2 separate regions of the Anas platyrhynchos genome follow, and region 1 is linked to region 2. The links are chromatin contacts, called in public Hi-C maps. All regions are on one chromosome and are shown on one strand. The core of a region is the stretch at or near the end of the contact, and the rest is flanking DNA. Distances in the headings are between cores, read along the strand shown. Region 1 has its middle 86 kb from the start of SH3TC2. Region 2 has its middle 19 kb from the start of UBTD2.

Region 1 (5,177 bases), core at 1,748-4,247, 84 kb before region 2:
AGAGGCTCCGGGCAGGGCTTCGGGCAGCTCCGGTACCTTGCAGGGCTGAGCCTGCTTTGTAAATTGGTTTGCATCTTCTCTGACAGCCTCTGTAGCTTTTATTATTATTATTTTATTATTATTTAATTAAAACTTTATTGTCTTTTTCATGCTTCTCTGAAGCTAAAGTCTTTCACTTAGGAGCCCATGTCAGGAAGCGGGTGCCTTGTACTGAACCATAAAGGTGCAAACAGGAGGCAGACCGTGCTGAGCACGGGTTCCCAAGCCCCTCTGCCATGTCCTTCACTCGTCAGTGCCATCTCATCCATGCCCATTTCTCAGGCCACTGTCCTGTTCTTTATCAGGACTATGGCAGAGTCCTGCTGTGATCTGGATTTCTTTAAATGAGGGCATTTTCCTGGAGTATGCCTTCAAATTGTACTTTCCATTGATGTCCTTAGATTAGACCCACAAATATAAGGCTACCTTGTGACCTCCAACCACCTTCAGACAATTTTCACTCCACGGGCAGAGCCTTCGGTACCCTGTAAAAGCAAAATCTTTATTTTACTCACCTGCCTTATGCTGACGTATTTATTGAGCAAAACCCCAAAGTACATAGTGGCTGTTTAGCATCGGCCTTATTCCTATGTGAAAAACAAGCTCATTGCTTGGTTACTCGTTATGTAAATACCAATTAAAATTAAATAGCCCAACCCTTTAAGAAAAGAGGCAGCCGAGCAGTGAATCTGGGCCATGTGGTGTGTATGGGGGAGGCTGGGGCAGGTCGGTGTGGATGAGCCTCGAGAAGCCCCTTGGGTCTCAGGGACTCAACACAGCTCCTGTGCCCAGCACGAAGAAGGGCAACCACAAGGACAAGGAGCAGAGTATTTCCGACAGAAGGTTCCTGTCTGACAGCCGTCATACCCAGCTCCGGGAAAGGGAATAGGACAGGAACTTCATTACCAGCCCTTCACCAGCAGCAGGGGAAACACCTCATTAGTAGCTCTGGCTGGCGGGAGGGCTATCCGATCTGTGCCATGTGCCCGTGATTATCCCCTTGACAAGCAATGTTCCCGCTAATCCCCAGCTTCCTGCTCCGGATGGTGACTTCAGAGCTGGTGTCAGCGCTCAGGCTGGCAGCCAGGGCAGCGCGAGCCCCGCGGCGGGGGCACAGGACGGGCTGGGTGGCCCCGGTGCCATCCGCAGGGCAGCAGGTGAAAGCCTGGCAGGGTTGAAAGCTGCCTTTTGGGCAGGGGCTCCCTGCCTGTTCTGGTCCTCCCCGACCTCCTGCTGATCTTCAGCAAGGCTGGAGAAGGGAGAGCATCTTCACCTTCTCCTAGGGAAGCCCCCTAGACCAGACAGTGGTCTTGTTTAGAAACCCACCCGCCCTGGAAATGCTGCACAATTAAATGAAAAATCCCTTCCCTCAATAGCAAGGTCTAACAAGGCCAATTGTTTCCTGCCTTTCAGCTCTGCTCCAGCTGCTGCTGGTCTCCAGGCTCCAGGGGCCAGTAAAGACACTCAGGGATTAGCAATGATTTAAAAATCACAGCGGGTCTCTTCCCTTGGTGTCAAATCTGTTCAAGCCCTCCAGAGGGGAGACAACTCCCCAAACTCAGGAGCCTCTCTACTGACCCCCCAGCCTGTAACTGCCCCACAGCAAAGGCAGTGCAGTGGCACTGGGGGGAACAAACCCTCAGAAATGTCCCCCATGTGCCACTGCCCCACATCCCAGAGCGCTGCACAGCTCTCAAGTCGCACTGCCAGCCCAGCAGCCAAATTTCTGGGACCCGACCACAGTGCCAGGACCCCAAGGGACAGCCCTGGAACTCCACCAGGGTTAAGTCCACTTGGGGATTTCTCTGTCTGAGTTTTGGAAGGGATTTCAGCACGGCTTTAAATAAGAGCTCTGCCAAGGAACAGGTTTAGCATCGCAAAAAAAAAAATTACACAGAGCTCTGCCAGTGCATCTCAGCTGGGACCCACAGCACCATCTCCTCAGCCTGCAAACCAGCTCATACAGCCTCCCTTAGTCCTGGCTTCATCCCCATATCCCCCCAAATTAGCTTCTGCTCATCTTTGCTAGCAGATCTCCATCCAGAGTTACAGTAACACCTATTCATCTGGATCTGAAGGCAAAGACAAGGTTGTTTCTTGATTTTGTGGTGTGCAAAAGTGAGGGAGATGCCTCCTTGGGATGCAGATAGCAACCTCTAGCAATTGAAAGAAATGACATATTTAATGGGTCCTTCCATCCTACTGGTGGAAACACTACTGAATTTGTTATCTGGGTTGTCAGTGGAGCCAGATCAGCTCTTCTTCATCTGTAACATCTGTTCATCTTGAGCCACCTCTCTCTGCTGTTAGTAGATGTGCTATATGGTTATCAGAGTTAAAACCACAGCTCAGATATGGCTAGCCATCTGCCACAGAATGTACTGATTTGGAATAAGGAACACAGGGGCATTACCTCTTATTTACCACTGTGTCCAACACTGTTTTCTTACTCACATCTCTATATGTACTCACTGATAAATCTCGAAGGATTTAACTGGATGCAAACCTTCTTCATCTGGGAACAGGACAAAGCACTTCAGAGAACCTAGCCCTGCCTCAGTCACTTTTGGACCACTCCCCAGCAAATGTTTCTGCAGATAAGGACTCAGCATTGTTAGCTTTGGGTCCTTCACCCCAGGGGGAAGAAATGAGCACGTAGCTACTGTGGCAAATCATAAATCATGGGTTTCCTAAAGGCCCATTGGCAGCCAGGCTTCCTCAATGGTTCCAACGTTGCTGCCAGCTCCCCTTTGTGCCGTGGTTCAACAACAGGGTGACTGCCTCTACAGGGTGTGACACCTTCGTGCATGGGAACTGGGGAGCAGAAACCATCCCCAGGCTCCTGGATGGCCACGGCAAAGCAGTCCCAGGTCTCTGAGCTCCTCACACACAGTGAGCACAGTGCCAGCAGACAGGTTCCAAGTCATCCTGCTGGTGGCTAGGAGGAAAGTAGGATGCCTGGAGATGTCTAAGTACTTACTCATGCATTAAAGCATGCTTCCAAGCTCTGCCAAAACAGAAGGATTAGGGAGGGATTTATTTATTTATTTAGTTTATCTGCTTTTCAAAGATTGCTTTTATTTGTGGTTTGGCATAGCAGCGCTGTAGGTCTTTCAAGGATTGAATCGAGTAGGTCAGTGTCCTTCATAAATATGCGGTCATGAGCTGGGGCTAAGGTCTGGTACAGCAAGGAAAGGACAGAGACAAAAGGGCAGAGAGATGTGAATGTGATGGCTGTTTTGTTCTTTTGCTGAGGCTTCTTCAGCATGGGGCTTGCCTAGACCAGGAGGAAATAAAGATGGATATTGCTGGTGGAGGCTTCTGTGATTTTGTAGTAGTGCTGGAGGGATGGGTGATTTCCTGAATTGCTGTTCCTTGGCCTTTTTCCCCAGGAAGAAATGCTCTTTTTTTTCCGTGGTCCCCCATATCTGTTGCTCACCCACCTTCCCACAAGGGACATGTGGTGGGGTGCTGCTCACCCAGTTGCACAGATAGGTTTCGTTATCAGACTGTGCAGGAGAAACCCTGATAAAAATGTAGCGACAGCAGGAGGGGAGAGAGCCACAGGCCAAAAGCTGGTTTCACTTATCCACATCTTCCTGTCTCAGGGACAGAATGCAAGTGTCTGCCTGCACCAAAATTAGCAAGCACCACCCTAGTGGTGCTTAGTGTAGCGTAGCTGGGAGATACTGATTAAAAGCCCTTCTGCTTTTGTGGAGGTTTTAGGGTGACAGAAGAGAAAAAATGGAAGAGCTAGTTACTTTAAAGGATCTTTATTGGAAGTAATGGGTTTTAGAGTAGCCAGGATCTGCACTATAAAGACAAGATTAGGGAAAATGAGGAATCCGTTGAAGGGTGAGAACGAGTTTTGCTAATGTAGAGCCCCAGTAATTTGATTTGAAAAGGGAAATCAAATGATTGAGGGCGTTAGGCTCCGCAGTCGGGGTGGCTGGGCTGGAGCAGCTGCCGTGCACACTGATGTACCTGCAGTGCTTAGTGAGGAAAGGCTCAGTGCATGCAGATGGCTCACACCTGCTGAGGTGAACTGAAATTGCAAAGCTCTGTCTCTGCTAGCAGTGTAGGGAGGAAAGATCTTTTATTGCCCCTGCAGTGCCTCAGCAGACAGGGGAAACACTTGTCAAATGGACCAAAGCAGAGGCCATTCCACTGAGTCCCTACCAAAGCAATAGGCTTTAGACAATAGGATATTAAATAATACAACTAACTTTAAATAAATACTGCAACTAACTTCAAAACTTTCATAGTAGATTAACAAAGGGGGAGAAAAGCAACTGAATAGAAGTGGAAGAAATGTTTTCACCTGATTCCAAACTGGGAGCATCTTTTTCTTTAATTTCTGGGGAAGTACCTTCCTCTCAGATTGAAGAATCATTTTCCTCCATACTGTCCCACTGTGACAGTATGGAGGAAAATGGGAGCTCACGGATGACACACTGGGGTTTACCAGGTGTGTTTGGATGGGCTGGAGGGATGTGCATGTGCCTGAGTGTAATCAGGATGCCACGCTGTGAAAATACATTTGTGCTTGACTTGTTTTATGAATGATGCTTGTTTCTTTCTCCCTAATGCTCTGTGACTGACATGAAATTAAAATTCTCTGAAAGCAGGCAGCCGGTGCAGAGCCATCCCAGCATCAATGTGCCCAAACTGCTGTCCCACAAGTCTGGGCATGAAGCACACGGGGTGGTTGTGGTGATAGCAGGCACAGCTCCTCCATACCAGGAACAAGCAGGTCCTCTGCTGTGCCCTCCTCTCATCCTTGGTCTGATCCTTCTCCAGGGCTCGATGCCAAGGCAAATGCCAGCAGGGGAAATGGTGGTAGGAGAGGAAAGGAATAATATGTAACACGAGGCAATTCTCGCAATGTTGACAAGCCAGGATTATCTAATAATTGGGTTAATTTGTTAGTGCCCAGTCAACACCTGACATTATGAGCCAGACAGGTTTCTGTTTGCCTGTTCCACAGCTCGTGTTCTCAGTATGAACTTTGCATCCTCTCCGCCTTGGTAAAGGTTATCCATGTTGGATACAGCTTCTACAGCTTCTTCTCACACAGCTTCAAAAGATGTCTTTCTAGTTAGATTCTTAGGAATATCCATAAAATCTTGCATCACAGT
Region 2 (5,361 bases), core at 2,776-5,275:
TCTGCTCGTCTCGGGCCACTTGCACCAAGCACAGAACCACACAGACAGAAAGATTTGTCGAGGCGTCGTTAAAAAAAAAAAAAAAAAAAAAAAAGAGGGTATTATTTTTAAACATTCGAAATTACCGCTGTGCTCTGTAAGGTGGCATTTCCCACCCAGCTGGGAAGGGCGAATGACAGCCACCTGCTTTGTGGGAGGAAAAGGAGAGGAAAATTGCTGCGTGGAGGCATCTCCACTGTGCATTGATTGCTCTCTCTGTATGAGTGGGGTCTACACTGTCACATCCTCAGGTCCCTGTCTGGTAGAGGAAGCTTTCACACCTCTCCAGCTGTTTCTGTCTCCCCACAGCCCCCCGCTGTTGCAAGCTGGCCCTTCACCCTTCTCAGTCACTTGGGGCTGTCCCACACCCCAGCCCTGCTCTCTTACACCTCACTCTGTGGTCCGAACAGAAGAGCTCACATCAGTTTGAGGTGATCCAAGCCAAGTTTGGTTGTATCACTGGCCTTCAGACCTGTGAGTTAAAGCTCTCTTAGCTGCACAGGGTTATGGTGTCTGTGTAGGTACTTTTGGTTATACCTGGGAGAAGGTACGTGCTGCGTGTGCCTTCAGGTCATTAAGCCCTGAAAATGTTCTTCCTTCCTTCCTTTATTTATTTATTTAATCTCTATTTATTGTGTCTAACACATTGACACCCAACAAAATATTTCTCCCTGGAAGAGTTAATAGAGAAGCAGGAACAGTGCCCCAGAGTGGAGCAGCCTTCCCAGCCCGTGGGGTTCAAGGGGCTTCTCTCTTCTTGGCATTTCAGAGCTTACAATGGAAGCTACAAAGTTTGTAAACGTTCCCACTTGGCAGCGGTTTTGTGTTTACTTAGACTTTGATTTATAAAGTGCATCTCAAAGTCCCCTTCCAAGACGAGCTATTTGCTGTATCAATCAGCATCTGCGTGGGGCTCAGATGTGGATGCAGGGCTCCCAGCATAATTCCCTTAAGTGCAGCCTGCAGAGCTCTCTGTCATTTCATACTTAGTTTCCTATTGATTGTCCAATACATTTTGCTTCAGGCCATGTTATTAGATAGATGCAGAGGTTTCTCAATGCTGACTTCACTCCAAAACTACTTGGCAAGCATCCCACCGGCACACGGCACTGGCCCCGCTGTGTATGTATTATTTCATGCTGGGTCAGACTGGAATTGCTCGGATATTTCTCACTGGACACCCAGCAGTAGGTGGGTTGTCACCTGGTTCTGGAGGACCAATGACCATCTTCTGGCCAGAATTAAAACTAGCCAGGAGTTGGTCATGGGCCTCCTGTCACTCAAAATAGCTTTGCTGGGGATCAAGTGACTGCTTTGTGACAGGTCTGACCAAGGGGATATTTTGCGACACGAGTTGACACCTGGAGGGCTCCTGAGAGGAGAGGTGGAGTTTGCTTGGTGGGGCTCAAGAGATGGCTGGAGAGGTGGGTTTGGGACAGCTGGCCAACAGGAGTCATGAGCAAACCAGTTTGCAGCATGGAGAAGTCCCCAAATCCATGATGGGAGCCACCTTAGCACAATGCACGTCTCCACCCCAAGGAGAGATGTGGTGGTGGTGGTGTTTTTTTTATTATTATTATTTGTTTGGTTGTTTGGTTTGGTTTTGGTTTATTTTATTGGTTTGATTTGATTTGTGCTTTTTCATTATTTTTTTTCTTTCTTCTTTTTTCTTTTTTTTGTGGTGGTGGTGTTTGTTTTTTTCTTTCTTTTTTTCCCCACAATTATTTTCACTGGCCAGTAAACAAGGCAAGGGACACGCTCCGTTTCAGGGCTTCCTCACACAGCAGACAGGCAGAGTAATTCTCTCCTGCTTTTAAACACAGCCAGTCCAGCTAAGAAACAGGAAGAAAGCTCTTTTGGTCGGCAGAGCCCTTCCCCAGCAAATGTCTCCCCTGGATCTGTTCTATTAAGCCCTTGGGAGCTTGGAAACACTTTTCAGGTGTAAAAATAGTGCCTGCAAAGTCAGCAGTCAATCCCTGCTCTTGGACAGGTTGTATGGCAGGGGATTTTTTTGCTGTATTTAATCCCCCAGACCAGTTCCAAACTCTATTCAAGGAAACAGGGACTCTCCCTGGCCATCCCAGTGCATGAAATACTGAACAATATTCCACCTGAGCCACGGCAGGGAGGAAACTGCAGAAAACAGATTTCCTGGTAAATTGAGCTCAGATCCGCATTACAGAAACGATCCCAAGCAGCAGCGATGCTGAAAAACCCCTGGGACCCCAAAAAGGCTGCCACCCTGGGAGCCTGCCCTGGGGTATCCCCAAGCCCCCTCTCAGCCCCGTTCTCCCTGCAGACTCCCCAGTGACCCCATCCTGACCAACTGCAGTGTTTTGGGGTTAAAGTCAGGAGGCCATTCACTGAGGCACAGGCTGGAGGGAGGTTTTGCTCATCTGGAAAGCACTCCCAGGTTTCCTAAGGGTCCTTTTTGTTCTCCATCAGGGCACTGCATGAAAGGAGGAGGCTGGTGGGCAACAGGGCATTTGCCAGGGGTGCCCAGGAGTCATTACTGGTCTACTTGGGGTGGACATTATCAGCAATTCCCAAAGAGGACCCTCTGTCCCAGCACTTCCACCCCAAACCCTGAGGTTTAGCAACACTCCTAATATCCCCTCCAGAACCTCTCGCACAAAAAGTTCCCACTTCAGTAAATCAGCATTTTCTGACAAAACAAAACAAAACAAAACAAAACAAAACAAAACAAGCTATTTCTCCAGAAAATTCTCAGTTGTCTCAACCGCTAATAGCCCATGCTAGTTGAATGCCCCAGGGACTTATCACTTTGTTATGTTCCTGGCACCACTTTTCCATGGAACTTGCAAATTGTTGTTTGCCCAGCTCCGCCTCTAACAGATCAGGAGAAATTCTGGCTACTGCAGCAGAGGAAAATAGCAGAGTGTGTCCACTTTTGCTACTTCAGAGTTGTTCAACCAGAAAATAATGAAGAGAGAATTGTTTTTCCTTGGCTACGCAGTGTAAGTTATTGGTGAATAAATAAGCCCAGAGGCCAGGGGATGAAGTATTTATTGATTTGTGCAGTGTTTATTTCTGAGTTAATTTGCAACCCACATAAAGAGAGAAAGAAATCGCTGTGATAAATATAAAATATGCTTTATATTGTGCGTATTATGAAAAGAGCTTCAATAAAAAGATTATTACATCTTTCTATGGGGTGTTCACTGGGTTTGCCTGTTTTCAGATCTGACAGTATAATGTGATCAAATCTTAGCAGTCGCAAGGCAGCCCCACACAGTTTTTATACTTTGCTTTATAGCACAGAGATGCCATTCTGCAAAGCTGAAATTTAGTGGGAGAAGGAGATGCAGGAGACATAAAAGGAGATGAAGGAGATGTAAAAAATGCACTATCTCAACTCCTTCGGAGATGAAATAATAGTCCCTTCTAGCTATGTATAGGTGTCTGGATGGGATTCCTCTATGTACAGCAAGCTCACATTGCCATCTCCTCAAATTTTCAGCGACTCAGAGATGACAAGGCTTAATACAGGAGACGGCTATGCTCTGACAACTCCATCTGACTGCACTGTCTGCCACAGGTCCCCAGCTAATTAACTATTGATCTAAACTTTTGAGATTTTATTAGAATCTTCTGGATGTCACATTATTGCTAATAAGGCTTTAACATACAGCGGAGAGAGAAGATGAAATGTCCAAAATGATAATTTCTCAAGAAGCATTACCCCGTTCGCAAGGCAGCCTGTGGGTGTGTACGTGCTAGCTCCGTGTGTGCTTGCAGAGAGCACTGGCTGGTTCAACTGCTTCGTGGGAGCTCCAGGACACTGCAGGCCCTGGCTCCTGGTGTTAAAGTCTTTGGACCCGATGTTACAAGACCTTTTATCTGCCTGTAAACTAGCCAGCAGCTTGCTAAACGGATCCCGTGAGTACAAGCAGTGCACGGCAGCAGGGCGGAGGAGGGAGGAGCACCAGGCTGGGTTTCCTGCAGCACACGCAGAGGTTCAGCAGAAGATCTCAGCAGGCATCTCCCATCTGAGGCTGCACGTGCCAGAGCCTGTTCTTCTTTGGCACAGAGCAGCAACACGAATGAGGAAGAGAGGCACCAAACCTCTGATCGCCGAGGGGACCACGCTGGCTCCAGCACGAGGCACTCTGAGCAGTTCCTTTGGCCTGTTTCCCACTCTGAACTCCCAGCTGGTTTAAAAGAAGGAACATGCTGTATGGTGAGCTACCGTTCCCATATCAACATCCCTACAGCAGCAGAAAGGGCACATCCTCTCCTGTCCGGGTCACGCTTCTTTGCCAAGCTCTTCATTGTCAGTGGGCGCAGCAGGTTGTGTGCTCTCGTTGAACAGGAACTGGCCAGCACTTCTGAGCAGCTTCCAAGTAAGAGATGCTGGAATCCACTGAATAAATACAGAAGGACAGGTCTAAACAAGCACGGCTCAAGTGGCACAATTCATCTAGCTTCCTGTCAGGGCCTTATCTGTTAGCCTTTCTATTTTTGTTTCTTTGCCGTAGCATATTTTCTTTATTTGTATTGTACTTCCTGGCAGTAGTTCTCTAGTGCTGCCTCCAGCTGCCTTCCTAAAGGTGCTCCACAAGGGAATGCCTCATCACCGTAACCTTAGTGATTCACAGTGATTCTTCTTTATGTCAAAAAATAACATATTATGAGGAAGAAACCCAAATTCCCGTGCTCTGTACACTTGCCACAGAAAGAGAGACACCAAGGAGCTTTGATGCCTTTGTTGTTCTCAGACACACTTAGGAAAGGCAGCACCATACTGTGCCCATGTGAATTAGACGTGTTCTGTCTTTACAAGAGCTTTATGAAGTGTCCCTTAAAGCTTTTCCATGCTAAGCATTGCCATGCTGCTGTTTGGCATCCAAGGCTGATGGAAAGCTTCCTGAACATTCAGAAACAAAAGCAGCTTGTTTTAGGAAGAGCCATAGGCCAGAAGAGGGAAATACATTCGGTGCCTCCCATTATCTGTGGTGGTGCTTTGCCTAGGCTGCCTGCACCAACATTGGCAGAAGGGCAAAGTTTATCTTGCAGCAGTGACTGGGAGGATGCTGCTGGCCTTGGCAAACCCATAGCACGTTGCACTTCTCCACAGCTTTGTGCTTGTTTTGCTACTCTGCGAGCAGGGAAATGGTGGAAATTGGTGGTGGTGTTTTGCTCATACTGTGGCAAACATAGCAGAATCCTTTGTCCAGATGCTCCCCACAAAATTCCCCTTCCACTTCAGCTCTATTTGTCAGGCCAAAAAGCGATATGCTTTTTTTATGATTTTAACAGTGGTAGACGCTGGAGTTGTCTTCATTATCTGCAAGGAGCATC

Evidence for each region. A called contact is a pair of places that touch in the nucleus more often than the background predicts.
Region 1: a Hi-C map of liver shows a contact between it and region 2, with 2.1 times the contacts expected there. The contact joins two enhancer-like sites. A contact is called at or near these places in 2 of 8 Hi-C or Micro-C datasets (liver and subcutaneous adipose tissue).

The regions. Positions count from the first base shown.
Region 1 is chr14:11,376,476-11,381,652 of IASCAAS_PekinDuck_T2T, reverse strand. No RefSeq gene overlaps it. Among named protein-coding and RNA genes, the nearest start is that of SH3TC2, 86 kb to the left of the region's middle. Within about 2 kb of position 2,997, at least 1 of the 8 cell types and tissues checked has an H3K27ac peak or open chromatin away from gene starts, as enhancers often do.
Region 2 is chr14:11,293,750-11,299,110 of IASCAAS_PekinDuck_T2T, reverse strand. No RefSeq gene overlaps it. Among named protein-coding and RNA genes, the nearest start is that of UBTD2, 19 kb to the right of the region's middle. Within about 2 kb of position 4,025, at least 1 of the 8 cell types and tissues checked has an H3K27ac peak or open chromatin away from gene starts, as enhancers often do.